Linked DNA regions of Arachis hypogaea: region 2 is linked to region 1. A link is a contact called in public Hi-C data. All regions are on one chromosome and are shown on one strand. The core of a region is the stretch at or near the end of the contact, and the rest is flanking DNA. Distances in the headings are between cores, read along the strand shown.

Region 1 (2,700 bases), core at 26-2,525:
AGATCAAGATCAACCCACTCACAACAAACAAGCCCAACTAAACAATGTCTAATTTCTTCATTTCTCTATTTTGTCTTCTAATGTACTGTACATTCTTCTAGAATTAGTTTGTTTTGGTGATTCAGCCTTCTGTTAGGATAGGAATCATTTTCTGAAAATTTAGAAGATTTCATTTGATTTTGTTGAACTATGCAAAATATAGAATAGGATAATATGTATATATATTGCTTATGTTCATTCTGTAAATGATGAAGAAAATACATCACAAAATTCTTACATTAATTCTTCTTTTCTCTCTGTTTTGATACTAATCTATTATTAAGAACCCAACTATGTTTAGTTGATACTTTGGACAAAACAAAATTCCTGTTCCAACAAATCAAAATAATGTTGTATAGTGTCGACTGTTGAGTAGTGACATAAAAGAAGTTCAAAGTACTCCTTTTCCGATAAATGGATTTCCTTCCCTTAATGCTAATCTTTTTTTTTTTTCTTCTCTTATTATTTTCAGTTACGAAAATATTTAATAACAAAAAAAATTAGTTAAAAACAGTCAAAATTTATCTTATTTAATATTCATTAATTGTTGCTAAATAAGACAAGTTCTTACTATTTTTTTTTTTTTTGTCTTTCTAGCATTACGTTTAGTTATATTAAAAAATAATTTCCGTTATTATCTCACATGATTGTTTGGAGGTTTTTTTGGTTTTTTTGGAGTTAGATCGTTTGAAAGTTGGAACTGGTAGAAATAATATTTTCTTCCTTTTTTTTTTCATCAGTAGATGAAAAAGTTAAGCAAGTTTTTTTTTTTTTAATATTCAGAAACACCAAGTTCGGGTAATGTCCGAAACCACATCTGGTTGGGCTGAAATGTTAAAATAATATAATTATAAAATTGCTTTATTCTTCGTATTCAAAAGAAAAAAAGAACATTTCTTTTCACCTTGGGTTTACAGATCAGCCCGTTAAATTAAATTATTAAACAAAAAGTTACATCGGCCCAAAAAAATATTGAAGAGTCATAGAATGTATAAGCTTCGTTTGAATTTAGTTGATGTGATTTGCAAATTTATCAAATCTTAAATAACTTAATTTAGTACGTTAAAATAATAATAATATACTTTGTTAATTAGTAAATATAAATAATTTCTGATTTTCTGTTAAAAAATGAAAAATAAAGAAAGAATATGCTAAAGATGATCCATTTCGGTGGTGAAGTAGTTAGCAGTTGACGTTTTCTAACTCGAAATAGTTGGTGCCAAATATATCTAATCTATATAAGGTGCATGGTCCATATATGAATGCATACAATATTACAATCTGCACGTGCAATCACCACTAGTGTACTTACCAGTTGGCCAACTATATTTTCCATTTTTTGTTTTTTGGTAAAGCGACTATTCAGTTTTAGTATACTTTTTCTTTAAGATATATTAGTGTGTAACATGAAATTAAAATAAGATAATGTTAATCTTAAACCATGGTATAGATAAACTATGTTACATGTCCCCATAAAAAAATAAGTTAAATAACATAACGGTAAAGTGATAATTAAATTTCTGAAAATTTTGATATTGGATAAATTAAATTTTGAGAATTAAAAACTATTAAATAATTCTTCAAAAATTATAAATGTTAAACACCTTACATTTTTCCGTACATTTTAAAATGAAACGAATATCTTTAGTTGGCCTATTATATAAACTAACGTGTTTCATTTTGGCCAACTTAACATTGGGACGTCATCGAAAGTTGTTGAAGCCTCTCTTATACTGTGGGTTTGTTCGTAACTCATCACAAACCCCTTTTATTTACAATAAACCCTAGTTAAATTGTTCTCAACATTTGAGATAATTCCAATGTGGCATAGACAAATAAATCATATGTACGCTATGGATAAATCATACATCATTGATAATAATATACAGTTATTTCTTCAATATGTTGACAATTTTGTAAGCCTTAATTTTTTTGAATATTGAACAGTAAAAATAGGTAAAAAAAAAAAAAAAAGATTTGACGACTAATATTTTGTATACTTGTTAATTTTTACTGCATCATCATTTAGGATTGAATGTGGCCTATTTTAAGTTTGGACTACATTCCATCCTATAATGACAAGGTAATATTTTTCATGTTGAATAATTGTTAGCAATTTTTTTTGTCGTTGTCTATTTGTCTAATTTGATAGTGGAGTCTAATAAATTAGTATTATTTTTCATAACATTTGATATTCTTCTTTCTTTTTGTACATTTATAACTAGTTGTTGATTATAGTTTTATATCATTTTGTTCAATTTTTATAATCGAGAGTTTAGTGCATTTTAAATATGATTTTTCTGTTTAATTAGATTTTTTTAATAATAAATTTTGATATTTAAACTTGTTAGTAAACTTTTAATTAAAAATTATAGACAAATTATTATAAGAAATTGTAAAACTTTGAATTTTGTTACTTTAAAATTGATTAAATTTAAATATTTAAAATTATATATTGAATTTTTTAATTTTTTTAAATTAAAATTTAAGTTTACTGTCAAATTTATTGGGAGGCAAATCTGACGGTAACAAGCTCCAGAATTTTGCAATCAAACCGCTAAATCCGCCGGTAATTAGTGGCGGAGATAAAAAAAAAATCCGCCGGTAAACAGTTACCGGCGAGATTTACATTGTCGGATTTATTCCGCCACTAAATCCAAC
Region 2 (2,700 bases), core at 58-2,557, 100 kb before region 1:
GTAAAATTAAAAGAAAAAAGCCATAGATATCCTTAGAGTTCCTTTGTACATATGTGTTGTGTTTCATGATTCTGTGGGAATTCCCTTGTAAGTTGGGTTAGCACTTTACAGTTTGTAATTAAAAATGATTATAGTGAAATTCCATCATTATTGTGATGGAGACTGGATGTAGGCTGCCTTACACTTAGCAGCTGAACCAAGATATATCTTGGTGTAATTCTCTCTTTCTTCTACTCCATTTCTGCTTCTGCTACCAGGAGATAAAACTGAAAATATCTCGTGCTGACTGACAAGACAAAAAGAAAAGTCTCGTGGCTAGGGACGAGACAAAAGAAAAAGTCTCGTGGCTAGTTACGAGATAAAAAGACAGAAAGTTTCCAGAAATGGTTTCAAAAGCCAACAAGTATTATCAAGCAAAAATAAAAATGGGCTAAGATTCAACCCCCTTCTCTTAGCCACTGATAACCAATAAAATATATATATATATATATATATATATATATATATATATATATATAATAAACGGACGATTTTGTATTAGATTTTTTTAGCTTCATGTTTTGTTATTTTGTCTTGAGGAATATATATTATAAAAATAAAAATAAACACGGAGAGAAGAATAATGTTCACGATTATATTATAAAGCAACAACAATAAAAATAAATTAATAATAATATAAAATACAAATTATAAATTAAACTATAACAAAAATAATAATTATAAAACCAATCAGCTATAACTTAAATAGCATAGTCTTATTATCTTTATCTAGAGGTCTCATATTTGAGTTCCATTTCTAATTTAAAAAAATAATTATAAATTATAAATTAAACTATTATTATAAATTATAAATGAAAACAATTGTAATAATAAACCGAATTAGGTATACACAAAAATCAATTACAAAAAATAACTGCTAATATAAGAAAAAAAAAACTCAAATACAAGTAGAATTTATTATTTTTTGTTAGTACTTTTAGTTATCAGTGTAATATTTTTAGTCTAACAATTCAATAATATATTTTTAAATATTATTAACTTATTACTGTCAAAAATAATAAATTCACTGATCATCTAACATCCTTCTTAGTATAAAATTTAAATTAAAATATAAAATATACATAAATACATAACAGCTGAACTTATAGCTGATTTTAGCATACAAATATTTTTTTTAATATTTGTAGCTGATTTTAATATTATTTTTACTATTTGTAGTATTAAGTAATTAACATTTTTCAAGAAAATAGTCCAATAATTAGGTAGGCCTCGTAAATAAATAAAGCATTCCCCCGTTTAATTTCCCAAGTAGTGTTTTAATTACTACTAATTTCACTTAACTTTTAAGTTGATCCTTTGATTTCTCTTCCTGGCCTTGATTGCATGAAGTCTCTCTCTCACTGTCTATATATATATATTTATTCTAAGAACGTTTAATTTTCAACTAAGCACTTGAAGTAGTTTTTCTTTTACATTCATCAACGGCAGCCAGATTCATTTTAGTAAGTATTCTTCATTCTCACTTCCATAAAGTGTATATTTAACATTAACATTAACATATACAAGTGATGAATAGTTTCACTATATCTATCAGAGAATATTAATGGTTTCTTGCTATTATTTGAAATTCATTCAGATTTGATCTTCATCAATTAGCAAAGGATGTCAAATACTAGGGAGGATCATGATGATGAATCCAGTTTGTTGGATATTGTCTTTTCTTGGACTCTAAGAGATGTTCTGAATGATAATCTTTACAAGCACAAGGTTATTTTAGTCTTTTCTCTCTTCTTTTTTTATAAATATTTTGTTTTTGTTTCCATGTTGGTGAAGCTAAGAAATGAATTTAAGAAACAGTGTTTTTAACAGGTTGTTAAGATTCCAGAGACATTCAATTCTGTGAAAGAATACATGAACTCATTCATTCCTTCATTGATTGAAGAGACACGCAGTGACATGTGTTCAGGATTGAAAGGAGTCTCTAGAGCTCGATTCTGCGAAATCGAGGCTGTCGAAATGGACAAAGAGTTCTTCAAACCTCCTAAGAATTTGTTCCATCTCTTAACATTGGTGAACACTAGTGATAGTGATGATGTGGATAAAGATGATGTGGAAGAAGGTGGTGAAATTGGAAAATCATATGAGCCTATGTTAGGAGATGTTATTGCATTTACTCCTGTTAGACCAAAATGCATAGATGATTTAAACAACAGCCCCAAAAAATTCTACCATATTGGTTATGTTGTTAGGCCAAAACATGCATATGACAATGCAATTCCAATTTTGTCCTCCAAGTACATGGACACTATGAATGAATATGACAGAAGTGGTGGTGTTAAGAAGCTTTATGCTGTGTATCTTATGAACATTCTAACAAATGTTAGGATATGGAAGGCATTGAATTCACAGCTAGAGGATGCAGATATGAGCATTATTGAAAAGGTGCTAAGACCTGACATGATGGTAAGGGGGAAAAAAAACTATATTCTATATATTGAGGTTGTGAATTTAGGTTATGTAGTTTACTGTATATCATTTTTTAACTTTGGTTTGATGGTAAATTACTTTGTAAATATAAATTTATGCAAATGAGTCACTAGGTGTAAATACATTACATAAATCTAGTGCATGATTTGGACTGTTTAAAATTATCATAATCTGAATGCTTCTAAGTTCTTCATTCCCTTAATTTCTCAAAAC

What was found. A called contact is a pair of places that touch in the nucleus more often than the background predicts.
Region 2: a Hi-C map of leaf shows a contact between it and region 1, with 2.4 times the contacts expected there. The contact joins the promoter of LOC112762408 here to the enhancer-like site in region 1. A contact is called at or near these places in 2 of 8 Hi-C or Micro-C datasets (both in leaf).

What each region holds. Positions count from the first base shown.
Region 1 is chr17:18,054,121-18,056,820 of arahy.Tifrunner.gnm2.J5K5, reverse strand. No RefSeq gene overlaps it. Among protein-coding and RNA genes, the nearest start is that of LOC112767002, 15 kb to the left of the region's middle. Within about 2 kb of position 1,275, at least 2 of the 3 cell types and tissues checked have open chromatin away from gene starts, as enhancers often do.
Region 2 is chr17:18,156,181-18,158,880 of arahy.Tifrunner.gnm2.J5K5, reverse strand. LOC112762408 (helicase SEN1-like) reads left to right here and starts at 1,307. Exons shown (of 8, transcript XM_025808244.3): 1 at 1,307-1,502; 2 at 1,637-1,767; 3 at 1,870-2,463. The coding sequence starts at 1,663.